3 separate regions of the Zea mays genome follow, and all the other regions are linked to region 1. The links are chromatin contacts, called in public Hi-C maps. All regions are on one chromosome and are shown on one strand. Each heading gives the region's core, a stretch centred on a gene start, on an enhancer-like site or on the middle of the called end of the contact. The rest is flanking DNA. Distances are from core to core; before and after follow the strand shown. Region 1 holds the start of LOC103642193 (endoglucanase 13). Region 2 holds the start of LOC103642188 (protein S-acyltransferase 11-like). Region 3 holds the start of LOC118473532 (indole-3-acetaldehyde oxidase-like).

Evidence for each region. Hi-C and Micro-C count contacts between places; a contact is called where the count stands out from the background.
Region 2: a contact with region 1 is called in a Hi-C map of root tip, with 4 times the contacts expected there. The contact joins the promoter of LOC103642188 here to the promoter of LOC103642193 in region 1. A contact is called at or near these places in 8 of 25 Hi-C or Micro-C datasets (bundle sheath, ear, endosperm and 3 more).
Region 3: a Hi-C map of root tip shows a contact between it and region 1, with 5 times the contacts expected there. The contact joins the promoter of LOC118473532 here to the promoter of LOC103642193 in region 1. A contact is called at or near these places in 6 of 25 Hi-C or Micro-C datasets (bundle sheath, ear, leaf and 2 more) and 2 of 3 datasets of contacts at active chromatin or transcription factors (leaf and seedling).

Annotation. Positions count from the first base shown.
Region 1 is chr10:150,348,920-150,353,772 of Zm-B73-REFERENCE-NAM-5.0, reverse strand. It overlaps LOC103642193 (endoglucanase 13), which reads left to right and starts at 1,987. Exons shown (of 7, transcript NM_001301506.1): 1 at 1,987-2,226; 2 at 2,367-2,579; 3 at 2,672-2,872; 4 at 2,976-3,065; 5 at 3,187-3,976; 6 at 4,071-4,118; 7 at 4,226-4,521. The coding sequence starts at 1,987. The coding sequence ends at 4,521.
Region 2 is chr10:150,173,078-150,177,930 of Zm-B73-REFERENCE-NAM-5.0, reverse strand. LOC103642188 (protein S-acyltransferase 11-like) reads right to left here and starts at 2,855. Exons shown (of 5, transcript NM_001301502.1): 1 at 2,610-2,855; 2 at 1,981-2,218; 3 at 1,562-1,860; 4 at 947-1,457; 5 at 246-839. The coding sequence starts at 2,648. The coding sequence ends at 951.
Region 3 is chr10:150,206,590-150,211,442 of Zm-B73-REFERENCE-NAM-5.0, reverse strand. It overlaps LOC118473532 (indole-3-acetaldehyde oxidase-like), which reads left to right and starts at 2,113. Exons shown (of 1, transcript XM_035963275.1): 1 at 2,113-3,088. The coding sequence starts at 2,357. The coding sequence ends at 3,088. It overlaps LOC100382191, which reads left to right. Exons shown (of 4, transcript NM_001361631.1): 4 at 1-445. The coding sequence ends at 261.

The DNA of each region.
Region 1 (4,853 bases), core at 738-3,237:
CGCCACTATAGGCCGACCGTTTTGTCTTGAGCCCATCGGAAGTTATTAAGCTCTCGGAAGTTTCTTGTTTTTGGTGTTGTGACAATTCGGTCTACAAATGTAGTAGCATGAGTCGTCTAAATGTTGCATTGTAATGGTGCTCCTTGTTGAGTGGATATATATACATGCAACGAAGCAACAAAATATTGACCTTAAAGGCCAGAAATCAACGATGCACTCAAAGAAAGTTTACGGTGAATTTGTGACGCTACATACCGAGATCAACATATGCACAAACTTCTTGATGAAGATGTCATGTTGATTGTTTTTTGTTTACATGTTTTTTGGTACCTGTTAAGCAAGGAAGCATCAAGGAGGTTAGGATTAAATAAAGGCGTGTCTATACACACACATATGCTATTCGTCACATTTGGTGAATATTCACCCAACCGACAATGATTGAGAGATATTTAGTCATTACCAAAAAATAGTTCCGGCTGGTGAAGCTTTTACCTAGGATAACAAATAGCATGTGTGGACGGGATATTTGGAGCCCAAAGCTTCTAATAGTTACATAAAGCTCCTACTTCCAATCCTAACATCTATTGAGAATGAATGTAAATCAACTACTCCCTCCGTTTCTTTTTATTAGTCGCTGGATAGTGTAAAATTACACTATCCAGCGACTAATAAAAAGAAACGGAGGGAGTATTGATTTTTAGCCAGGTCTGAAATATCAAAGCATGCATTTATCGATGGTGAAATCCCTAAAAGACAGGAATCTTGGTTCTGATTTCCAGTTCAAAACATTAATATCTACATCCAAACGTGGTGTAACAGTCATTTATTAGTAGTGGTTCATATAATCGAAACTAAACAACGAATTATTTATTCCTAACCGGACAGTAAAGGTTAGAAATCCAGTATTCTAACCGATTCTAATTGATACTAAGGCCCTGTTTGTTTCGGATTATATAATCTCTTTAGATTATATAATTCAGCGCAAATAATCCAGTAGTCAAACAAACATCTAGATTATAGGTTCAGATTATATAATCTAAAGCTCAGATTATGATAATCTCATAATCTCCTCAAGAGTAGCTTATTTAAGATTATTTTGGCAAAAGACCCACTATCCATGGTTATATAAATAGAAATTACAATATATGTCATCATTCTTTCCTCACCTCAAATAAACAAACAAATGTACTGTTGTCTTTATGAATAATCTATATTTGTATAATCTAGACTACCAAACAACTATATATATATTATATTATGTCTAGATTATAATCTAGATTATATAATTTAGATTATAATCCAGATTATATAATCTATAAGCTGAAACAAACAGGCCCTAAACATCCTTTGTGCTGAAGTTCGGTTTCTCTAGCAAACAAGCTGGTGTTGTTATTCTAGTCGTCAACTATATTTTGAGTTTGAGCGGTCGCAAAGCACATCTCTAATATTCTAACAAATGATTATTATGAACATTAACTTAACAATTATGGACTGCAAAGGCTTCACTGCATAATCCATACGCACGTACAAAAAAAATTGTGCGTAGGCATGCACTGCCGCACTGGTTGAGTCATAAATACTTAATTGAGTTGGTCTGCGCGACGACACAACAACTTGGTCGCTGTCTCGCTAATGGCACACAAGTGAGAAGTGACTGCCGCACGATCTCCAGACCATTATTTTGCACATTCCCCGAGACGTGCATGGCTCAAACTCCGGTAGAGTGAGGCTCCCTTCCGCGGTGCCGCCCGACGGCCCTCGCGCGCGTCGTCGTCCTTCCCGACGTGCCTGGCACCACGACCTACGTAGTACCGTACATGCGTGCGTGCACTACCATGTCGTCGGTCGACGGCGAGCTCGATCCAACGAACTCGCGCACGGCGCATCTTATAAAACTTGTCCTCGCCGCTCGCCGGGCTCACCAGCCACTGCCAACGTCCAACGACGACGACAGCAGCGGCAGCATTACCTCGAGGTCCAGCCAGCATGCCGCGGTTGATGAAGACGTCGACCAAGACGCCGGCCACCTTGGCTGTAGCCGCGTCGTTCCTCCTCCTCCTCGCCACGGCGGCGGGAGGCGCCTCAACGCCGGCACCGTTCGACTACGCCGGCGCGTTCGACAAGTGCCTGCAGTTCTTCGAGGCGCAGCGGTCCGGGAAGCTCCCCGCCGACCGCCGCGTGCACTGGCGCGGCGACTCCGCCCTCACCGACGGCTTCTCCCAGGGGGTACGCACACGTACTTCCAGTCCGATCCGACATCCGTTCTCTCTGGTCAGCACCGGCAGAACGCCAGCCGTGATTCGTCCATCGGAGCTGATGACGACGCCAACGACGTCCCGTTGCTGCGTTGCGTTGCATGCGTGCAGGTGGACTTGGTGGGCGGGTACTACGACTCGGGCGACCACGTCAAGTTCGGGTTCCCCATGGCGTACGCGGTGACGATGCTCGCGTGGGGGGTGCTCGAGTTCGAGAAGGAGATGGTGGCCGCCAACAACCACCAGCGCGCGCTCGATGCCATCCGCTGGGGCACCAACTACTTCGTCAAGGCCCACACCGAGCCCAACAGCCTCTGGGTCCAGGTACGCGTCACATACAGGCCCAGCGGAGATTCCCGGCCCAGCTTCTGCCCTGCCTCCAGAGCTCAAACGGTGCTGATCATGATCTGCTGCAGGTGGGCGACGGGGACAGCGACCACCTGTGCTGGGAGCGCGCCGAGGACATGTCCACGCCGCGGACGGCGTTCAAGATCAACATGACCCACCCGGGGTCCGAGGTCGCCGGCGAGACTGCCGCCGCGCTGGCCGCCGCGTCCAAGGCCTTCCGCCCGTACGACTCCATGTACGCCGACCTCCTGCTGCTGCACGCAAAGCAGGTACAGTAGTGCATTGTGTATATGTGTTGTGAATTGTGATGCGATTCAGAGTACGGTATGGTTCAGTTCGTTCTACTAAAATCTTCGTTGGTGACACGGACAGCTCTTCACGTTCGCCGACACGTTCAGAGGCAGGTACGATGACTCCCTGCAGAGCACCAAGAAGTTCTACCCTTCCGGTTCTGGCTACCAGGTAGGATTAAGAGCAGTAACAAACAATGCGCGCGATCGAACAATTACTTTCTTTCTTCTGAATCGAACAATTAGCTCGGGGCTGATTCTGATAGCCATTTCACGATGAATGAATTGCTCAGGACGAGCTGCTCTGGGCGGCCGCGTGGCTGCACGAGGCCACCGGCGACGAGGAGTACCTGCAGTACGTGTCCCGGAACGCCGAGGAGTTCGGCGGGATCGGCTGGTCCGTGCTCGAGTTCTCCTGGGACAACAAGTACGCCGGCCTGCAGGTGCTCCTCTCCAAGGCGCTCCTCGCCGGCGGCGGCGGCGAGCACGCCGACACGCTGAGGCAGTACCAGGCGAAGGCGGAGTTCTTCCTGTGCGCCTGCCTGCAGAAGAACGGCGGGCACAACATGAAGCTCACCCCGGGCGGGCTCCTGCACACGGACGAGTGGAACAACATGCAGTACGTCAGCTCCGCCACCTTCCTCCTGGCCGTCTACGCCGACTACCTCGCGGCGTCGCGCGGCGCGCTCAGGTGCCCCGACGGCGAGGTGGCGCCCGGCGAGATGGTCCGGTTCGCCAGGTCCCAGGCGGACTACGTCCTGGGGAAGAACCCCAGGGGCATGAGCTACATGGTCGGCTACGGCAGCTACTTCCCGACGCACGTGCACCACCGCGGCGCCTCCATCCCGTCCGTCTACGCCATGGACTCCAGGGTCGGGTGCATGGACGGCTTCGACAGGTACTACAACAGCAAGGGCGCCGACCCCAACGTCCTCCACGGCGCCGTCGTCGGCGGGCCCGACGCGGCCGACGGCTTCGTCGACGACCGTTGCAACTACCAGCAGGCCGAGCCCACCCTCGCAGGGAACGCGCCGATCTGCGGCGTCTTCGCTCGCCTCGCCTCCGAGCCGGCCGACGCCTCCGGTAAACAACATCACCATCGAACACGTTCTTGTCGCACCGATCTATCGTACGTCCGGTCGTCACTGAACAATGGATGATGCCACCGTGATTGCAGATAACAGTAACAGGCCGGCGCCTTCTTCTCACTCGCCGCCATCAAAGGGTAAGAACTGAAGTTCCATTGCAGCTGCAATCGTACCAGGACGATGCAGGTTGATTCGAGGAGCTGACGATGACATGGACTCTCCGTTTCTCTTCACCTCCGTGCAGGGTCTCCTCTGGAGTTCGTGCACACGGTGAGCAACTCGTGGACGACGAATGGGGTGGAGTACTACCGGCACGTGGTGACGGCGAAGAACACGTGCGGGCACCCCATCACGTACCTGAAGCTGCACGTCAAGGGGCTGTCGGGCCCCATCTACGGCGTGTCGGCCGCCAAGGAGAAGGACACGTACGAGCTCCCCACGTGGCTCACCAGCCTCGCGGCCGGCGAGCAGTTCACCATCGTGTACATCCAGGGCGGCCCCGCAGCCAGGTTCTCCGTGGCCAGCTACAAGACTGCTTGAGGCTGCATGCTCGCCGGCCCGGCCCCCCGGTGGTTTTTTGTTTGCGTCCATCCCCCATTTTTTTTCTTTGTACGGTCTGGTTTCTGCTCGCTGCAATTCTACTACTACATCATTATTTCTTTTTTTTTTTCGTTCATGTGTGTCTGAATCTTTCCACGAGATTGGAGACGATTAGGTATAACATCGCGAGGAGCATTCAGTTCTATGTATAACAGCATGCTTTACTTCCGTCCCGTCCCGTCAACTCCCCGTGAGTGATCCCCTCTCGATCCCAAAAACGCGAGTGCAATTGTCATTTTTTAAAAAAAAAGGTAAAACAATTTTAAGTTTAA
Region 2 (4,853 bases), core at 1,606-4,105, 180 kb after region 1:
ATGGATCTCTTGCCTCGATCGCTCTCTCAGGTCGTCGATCTGTCAGGTCATGTGTGTTCGTCGCGTCAGGATCAGGACGGGTGGAGGCGACAACGGGGGCAAATGAATGACGGCCAATCAGTCTCGCTTGCGATGCAAGGAAACCATGTGCCGGACGGACACGTACCTAATAATACGTGCCCAGCAGCTGTCCGATCCATCGATCGATCATCTCGTCTCCTTCTTCCATTCGCCATGCAATCCATACCACGGAACGGACACGTGCATGATTAATCGACTAATAATTTACATCAAGTGAACGTTACAACGTTTCCGATCGTATATATACATGTCAGTGAATTAACATCAAAGAGGTATGGCGGGACACATTTTTTTTCTCTCCAACATCCTAGCATCACTCTCGAAGCCACTACTGTCAGATTTAATCATGATGATCATTTCTTCTGCAACAACCAGCTGTGGATGAAGCTGCTGCCATCTTCAAGCTCTGCTGAGTTGGAAAGGGCAGTGATGGTGATGCAGAATTTCAGGTGCTGCAGTCTGTTGCAAGACCATCAGCACCTTATTATTGTCTGCAGGCAATGAATGCGCAGGCCACACCGTATTTCAGCATCTGCCAAAATTGCTCTACCTAATCAATGCGAGTGGCGTCCTCATGAACAACTAATCCTTCCTCCAGATCGAACACGGGTTGTCATGAGTGCTGCATCCTAAAACGGCTTCAGTTATTCAGACAAATCTGCCGGTGGTCAACTGAGTGAGGTTCACAAATCACAATTTCCGAGTAACAGAACAGAACTGTCTCGACTCGAAACGGCGTCTTAATCGAGAGTATAGCACTGAAACCGACATGTAATGTAAACGAAACTGTCTGTTACACCATGACTGATTTATAAGAAGGAACATAAAAAAAACAGAGGATTTTGACTGATCTATTGATCCATACCTCTCTAAAGAAGTTTCGACCCTGAATCATCCTGCAACTTGGCAGCGTTGGAGTACCGCAGTCGCAACACAGCTCTGGAGACTGGATACGGGCACCCGAAAAACCGAACGATGTTCTGCAAACCCCTCTCTCCATGCTGCAAGGCATTCGGTGGTGAGCTCAGACGGCTGAGGTACGTGTTCCCTTCGTAGATATAGCTCAGCTGCTGGCACAGCAACACAGCTATACCAGCATTCACTGACGAGCTAGCAAACGCCAGATACACCAGGACTAGACCCCTGGCTGACAAGAAGAAGGCGGAGCCTGCAACCGTAGTGATCATCTCCAGCACCGTTTTCCAAGAACTCATCGAGTGACGAGATGATGATGCTAGGTCTGGGAATTCAATGGAGGGCCATATCTGGTAGCTCGCGTATATGGTCATCCCAGCGACATAAGAGCAACTGATAACCACAGAAATGAGAAAAACCACAAACACTTGATGGTTTGATGCTCCCACGCAGTTGCCAATCTGCACTTGAACAGAAAGAGGACGGGATGAATAAACAAGTCGACTAACAATGAACAACAACAAACATACAAACAAAAAGAAAATAGTGCAGCGATCATACTTACAAATGGGCAATGATGATCCATGTCCACCACGCACATTTTACACGACCGGCAGTGATGTGCTCTGGGGGGCTTTGGTTTGCTACAGTATGTACAAAAGGTATAGTTCTCAAGATCCCCTTTCCCAACCACGGGATAGCTGCCCCACCTTATGTCTGTTGGTGCGCCTGCACATTTCAAAGAGGCCAAGCAATAGCTTGTGACGGTACATACAGCCAACACAGCTGCTACCGTGCAGTGAAATACGCCACAGAACTTGCTGACTGAGAAAACAACAGGATATACCGCCCAGACCCCACCACCTGTGTCAAACAAAATAACAGGATCGATAAACAAATGACCAAGAAACTGTATGACAAACGAATAACCGTGACAAGTTATGAACTCATGGCGATGGCAAGAGATGGCCGGGGGGAGCGTACATATAACGAAGAGCATGAAGAGGACGAGCACAGCCACGAAGAGCCTGTCCCGTAGGCGCCTCCAGTGGGAAAACCATATACTATCAGGTTTCCTTGCAGTCTGGTTGTTGCTCTGCGTGACGGCTCCACACCACCCACACTTGTAGATAGGTGAGTAGCTCGCAAAGACAAGCCGAAGCCCACAGCCCCAACATGTTGCTTCATGATCTTCCGGTATGGACGTGACAGATTGCTCCACCTGAAAATAATAAAAGGAGGTTGACAATTAACTCAATGCTGCAGATGATACTACGGTCATGCACCAATAAGGAATGTCATACTCCCAGTCCCAGATGAGCTGAGCACAAGCATCGGATCGGATCTATCTATACTAAACTTGACCATAACTTCCAACCAAGTCAGGTAACCACATCAGGGAACAGACACACTAAACTGGCACTGCTATCCGAGACTGCCAAATCTCGATCACAAAGCACGGGGCTCCTAGCCGTCGCCCCAATCCAGTCGGCGGTCGTCTCCTTCACCGCCGAGTTCGAAATGGTTCGCGCAGGGCGCGGGGACGGGGAAAATTGGATTTTGGGGGGGACAGCGAGGGAGACACACGCTTGGATTCAAACAAAGGGACAAACCTCCGGCAGCGGGCGCTGCTCCCGCTCCGCCTCCGCCATCGCGCCCGCCGGCCACCGCGTAGATCCACGGGTGAGGCCGCGAGTGGGTGGAGTAGAGAGCAAGAGGCCCCCCCGCCGCCCGCCCCCGGATCGGCGCGGTGGTGGGAGACTTCGCGGGTGGATGGGGGGTTGCAGACTAGCAGCCTGGAGCCGGGGCGGACAAGAATGTTTTTTTTTCTTCCTGCGAATAGGTTTCAACGACCAGTCGACCACGAGGGTTGGGGCTGGGCGGGCACCACGAAGCGGACGCGAATTTGTGCGACCCAGGCCCAGGGCGGCGGCCGGCGGCACAGCTGAACGGGTTGGAGGAGAGATCCGGGAGTCGGCGGACACGTCGCTGCTCTAGTTGGTGATTGGTCCAAGAGTGGTTGATGCCGACTTGGTTATCTATACTCGAATTTTCATGCGTTTTGTCGATGGTTTGCTGGACATGCATCTATGCAGTTTTCCCACTCTATATTTTTATTTTCTTCGCTTGTTTTTCTCTTTTTGTTTTGTCACATTAACCAATATTATTTTATTCTTCTGTTGTTTTTCTCTTCTTTATTTTGTTAAATTAACATGTCCACCTTTAATTTTTTTCGTTTGAGGGTTGGGGACCTAATTGGCACCAAAACTAAAGCCTGCACAACAGCATTAACATACTATAACACATGAACTTAGACCACTCATTGTAGCAGATTGCACGCTATCCAGAAGGGGCCCGGTTAAAAACGTATCCCGACAGAGAAACCAATCGAGGAAGAGTTTAGGGTGTTAAGCGAAATTTGGTTTGGTTTGGTTCTCCAAGCGTCCTTCGCCAGCGCGAGTGGAGACACGGGTGGACGTTCGGTTGCTTCTTTCGGTTAGACCATTGACAAATGACAATATCTTTTGTTCTCTACTCCTGTAAAGTATCAATTTTTTCAGTTTCCATCGTCGTCACTTTAAAAAAATCATTTATACCTTTTCTAATTTACCTAAGCCATCACCTCCTAGTTGGAGCGTGAAAAAACACCAAAGCTCAACATGACACGAAACTGCATGGAGCACAATCCTTCCGGATACTACAACTAGCTAGATGAGAACAAATAAGATCAAGCGTAATATCAGCATTTGGTTTATTTGGTATGTGGAGCATATGCAGTGGCGGACGCAGAACAAAATTTTAGGTGGGACGACACCATAAAAGGCAAACCATGATACTAGACGACTAGATAAAAATAGCTTCATGATAATAACAAGATCAGATGACAATACTAGGAGCGTTCTAAAATAATATAAATATCAGAAAACCATGTTGGCCACCCTACAGAAAGACGGGTGAAGCGGTCACATCGACGCGTCATTGTGGTGAGTCTGCCTTGAGATATCGATGATGAGGCAGCAACATGCGAGGGCAAGCGGCTGTAGGCAGCGGCAAGCGACAACAATTGTTGCATTGCGACGACGTGGTGGGACCCTGGTGGCATAGTGAGGGCAGATGGTGGTGACACCATGGTGCCAAGGCAGGATCCCACCAATAGCTTGCCCACCGGTCGACGTGGAATAGGAGGCAAAGTAGTGGCGCTGCGTGTGGGATCCCGACAAGGCGATAAACTAACGAGTGACGAGAAGACAAGGTGACACTAGTAGCGGACGGGTCTGGTCACCCACTACCGATCCAGTCATGATCGAAGGAGCGATCGAGCCACGAGTAGGTCGAGTAGCTAGCCGCTAGAGGAAGGAATCAAACTACTTGTATGGAGAGCGGGTTGAGCAATGGAATTAGATTAAAACTAGGTTTAATTAGATTTGGTTGTACCTACTATATAAAAGTTTTTTATTTTGATGTATATCTAAAACTAGGTATAATAGCATACAAAAATTAAGGTGGGGCCATGGCCCCCTTTGCCCCACCCTTGGATCCGCCTATGAGCATATGTCTACTTTAATTTTATTTTTTTAGGGTTCACTTTAATTTTAATTTATTTTTTATCGATAGAGTCCATCACACTTGCTTGTCACTGTGTCTAGGGGTGGGCATTAGGGTTAACCGAAAATTTTGGGTCGGGGAATGCGAGTATTTAAAATTTCGGGTTTTGAGAATCGATACTCGAAATTACAACGTGTTTTACAATACCCGAAAGTTCGGGTACCCGTAATTTCGGGTTCGGGTATTCCCGAACTGTTGTGTCAGCTTTATAAAAACACATGCACCCTATTAAATTTGTATAAAAATACAAT
Region 3 (4,853 bases), core at 864-3,363, 140 kb after region 1:
CTCACCAACACCGTCGGGTGGAGCGCCACGTCTGGGCAGGTCGACAACTGGGTCTACGAGGAGGCCAACTCCACGTTCATCGAGGACGAGGCGATGAGGAAGAGGCTCATGGACACCAACCCCAATTCGTTCAGGAAGTTGGTGCAGACCTTCCTGGAAGCCAGTGGCAGAGGCTACTGGGAGACAACGGAGGAGAACCTGGACAGGCTCAGGGAGCTCTATTCGGAGGTTGAAGACAAGATTGAGGGGATTGACAGGTAAATTGATTTGCCAGATCGGTCGGCCGATCGGTTCCAGCATTCAACCCATAACGAGCTTGGAACTCTTCTGCCTCATTGGGACTCTTGTACAATGTCTGGGTGTGTGATTTATATATATAAAAAGTTGTAACATGTAATACTGGAGGATACAATCTTTAACAAAGAGGGTGGCGGTTGTTCCATTCACAGAGACTGAGTTACAAAGATGCAGTATATATGAGCCTCATTTTCTGCCTTTGAAACATTTCTTATTCTTTCAGTTTACGTGCTTCATCACTCGTACTGTTGTGCATTTGCTTTTGTTGGCTTCTCAAGTTCCCATCCAGGACATGTATAATACGTGTCTTCGAGTGTGTCTAATATAATGAATGTAAGTGTCTTAACTCTATGCTCGAGACGAACAACTAGATAATTGGTCAACTTAATTTATTACTAGTAGGGTGCCCGTGCGTTGCTACGGCAACTTAAAATTGATACAAAACAATGACGCAATATAATTACAATATTTGATTGATGATTTTGTAGCTAACAAACAACGCCACCATCAGAAAGGACACATCAATGAACAGACCAAAATCCACCTTTAGCTAAGAAATTTACTTGTGAGAAACCCCTAGCTGCAAATTCCAATTCAGCATAACTAAAGCAGTGAGGATGCTTTCAGAAATTCAGCTTGGAAAACTTTTCCAATAAAACATATGCTTGCATTACGAGTTTTTTGTGAAAGTTTTCCAAGTGATCTTGAGGATGTTAATCCCTATACAACAACAATATTGCACTGAAGCTTCTCCCCCACAATGCTTCTCCTCATGCTTCAAATCCTTGAGCAGCAACAACATACAATTTAATAAGCAAAAATAACAATTAGATAATGCAGGATGTATTAAAGAAACTACTGATTTAGTAGTTGACCATTACTTGTCTAACACAACCCAGCTTGCATGTGATTTCTTGCACTCAACAGCTACAACATCAGGAGAGCCGAAAACAAGATTATACCTCACATTAATCTATAGAAACAACAAATTAAGCACACAAGCATACAACAACAATAATAAGATGTAAACGGGCATTAGCCCCAGCTCAAATGTCTATATCATACACATCAATTTTCGTAACTCTAATAAATCACATTTCTGATCCAACATAGACTTATGGCCACATGTACAGTCTCCAACGAACAGCATAAAGCCCCAAAACTTTTTGTCTGAAATAGAGAAGTGTTCATATACTTTCAGTTTTTAGGCAACTACTGCAAAACCATAGAAACATTAACAACTATAGGCAATAAAAACCATGGATTTAGGCGATCATTGTAACTAAAGTGAAAATGATTAATGATACCAACAAACGTGCACATGAGCCAAAAACCAGAAATAATACCAAAGCTATGTGATAGGATGATGACAAGTATGATGCTACCGCCTCGCCCAGATGATGGGGTCTTGTGGCTGCCCTAACTGTGCCACCACCTTCTCTGCCACCACAGTTGCGGCGGCGGGCCCTTGTCAGCCACAGATTTCCCCTTCCTCTATAGCTGCTAGTGGTGGGAAGAGCCCACCATCATCTTCTTCAAGACAACCAGCAATGCCTACAAATCCAAAAGCTCTAAGTCAGAAGCCCAATTGCTGAAGCAAATAACTCAACAACCGAAGACCCAAGATCCATGAAGTAGCAAGAAAAAGCTACTACAACAAATTGGAAGTGATGCTCGCCTAATACAAACAACAGTACAACACAACCACGCCAGGGGTTTTAATGCCAACAGGGAGGGAAGTGCTTTAATGTTACTTGTAGGACCAGCATAAGATCCTGAGTTCAGAAACAAAATAAGAGGCTGGTAAGTAGCACCTGGACAAGGCACAAGGGTGGTGACAAAGCAGCACCCCTGTAGGTGAGGCACATCACGTTGGTGAACTCCCTTACACATGGTGTTTACAAACTCGTGTGTGGACTCCTTACCTACACTCCTAGTAGTATGAGAATGATGCTAAAGTATCCAACGGTACAAAACAACAAGAAGATGGATATTTCTCCTTCAGAAAAAATGAGCGGGGAGTGGCAGTGAACTCCCTTACACATGGATCAGGACCTCTATGACAAGTACATTGACATCAAAGGAATACCAGAGCTATCAGTCATCAACAGCAGCGTTAAGGGAATTGAGCTTGGATCGGTTGTGTCCATCTCTACAGGCTACAGCCATTGAGGTGTTGTCAGATGGAAATCTGGTCTTCAAAAAAATTGCCAATCACCTAAGCAAAGTGGCTTCGCCATTTGTTCGGAACACAACAACCATAGGTGGCAACATAATCATGGCGCAGAGGTTGCCATTCGAGTCAGACATAGCAACTGTGCTACTGGCTGCAGGTACAACAGTCACAATCCAGACGGCTTCCAAAAGGTTGTGCCTTACTTTGGAGGAGTTCTTGCAGCAGTCTCCATGTGATTCTAGGACCCTGCTGATGAGCATATTCATCCCAAAGTGGGATTCAGATGGCATCACCTTTGAGACATTCCGGGCAGCGCCTCGGCCATTTGGCAATGCTGCTTCATATGTCAATGCTGCTCTCTTGGCAAGGACTTCAACTGATGCAGCTTCAGGGAAGAACATCATGGAGGATATATGCTTGGTGTTCGGTGCTTATGGAGCTGACCATGCCATCAGAGCTAGCAAGGTAGAGGATTTTCTAAAGGGTAAATCACTGAGCTCTTCTGTTATACTTAAAGCAGTTCAGTTGCTTAAAGAGACGGTTTCACCACCAGAAGGCACAACACATCCTGAGTATAGGGTCAGCTTGGCTGTCAGCTTCTTGTTCACCTTCTTATCCTCACTACAGGAAACTGGTTAAAGAACGTGGGTGAAAAACCGTCGAACTTAATGTAATAAGCCGTCGAACTTACCGTAAGAACGTGGGTTTACCGACGAATATAGCCGACGGCGATTTTTGGACGAACTTAGAGAAGTAAGTTCGACGGCCCCGTCGAACTTAACATTAAGAACGTGGGTACCGTCGAACTTAACATTAAGAACGTGGGTACCGTCGAACTTAACATTAAGAACGTGCGTTTTTAAGTTCGACGGGGGCCGTCGAATTTGTTCCCATAAGTTCGACGGTACCCACGTTCTTATTGTTAAGTTCGACGGGGCCACGTGGCCGTCGAACTTATTTGGCCTCCGTGGGTCTGCGTGGGCTGCGCATTAAGTTCGACGGTACCCACGAACTTAACGTTAAGAACGTGGGTACCCACGTTCTTAACCCTTTTCCAGAAAAAAATAAAAATTACAGAAATGAAAAATTAGACAAACATAATATCACATGCAACATAGAATATCACATACAATACAGATTTCAAACACATGGATATATGTTCATATCACAAATTCACAGTCCAAATACATAAGTTCACAAGAATTGGAGATTGTACCAGTAGTAATACAACACACAGAAATTGAAGATGCATGGGTCCATCAATCCCTCAAGACTCTGTTCCTAGCTAGACAGTATCCACCTATCACTAAGAGAAACATGTCAACAATGGACACTCTAGCTCTAGGTGATGTCTGACTTCCAAAGACGACGTCCTTCATTCACTCCAGAGCTCGCCTGTTTTGATGCTCCAGATGCGAGCTGTGCAGTCCTCCCCACCTGGCAACAAATGAACATGTTTTCTGAAATGAGGATTTCATGCCCTTCCTTGAAATAATCTTGCTAACTTCACATATATGAACCAACTAGCACACAGACAATTCTGTAAATCAAAACTCAACCTATACAATTTGTAATTCAATGTTAATCTATACTCCTTGGTGCGGCATTTAGGCTATCAAGTAAGAACGCAAACAAACTACTGTATAAGTTTTTACTGGTCAATAACCACTTCAAAGAGCATCCCCTAGCGCTAAATGCTAAAAGAAAAGAACATTCATTTATTTGCATATAGCCAAATACACAGCTAAAATGAACATTTATTTATTTGGTCTTCAACCCTAGCAATTTTTACATATTTTTGTGAAGAAAAAAGCTTACCACCAAACACGAGCAGCACTGAACAGCCCCTTTCCATCATAAACTACTATCACGTCTTTGTTGTAGATGCCAAGAGCAGATACAACAGCTGAAAATGCCTTTTCAGATGGCAGCATGTGTGGTAACTGAACAAGGAAAAAATATATAACCAATGGATGTCAAATTTAATTGCAGATTCTTACCAAAGAGAGAAAAAGCAACTAGTTATATCAGACAGTATTAGTATCATCAACAAGCATGATTAGTGTATGAGAATAACTGTTTGTACACTATTTCATGAGAATGCTAAATTTGACCTAGGTATGAGAAGATCTAAAGGTATTTTGGTGACCAGATTAGTGTTGTGTCAAAAAATAATATTACAACTGAAAGTGCGTAAAGAAAACACTTCCTGAACTGGAGGAAGCATCCAACAAAACATGATAAAACCTGGCTAATGGATGCTATAATCGAGCACTATCAAGATACTTGTAAGTTATAACCAATATAGATGAAATATTATGATATTACCTTCTTGCTCAAACCGTTTACAGAGCTCATCTGGAGGCAATAGCTTTTGTGA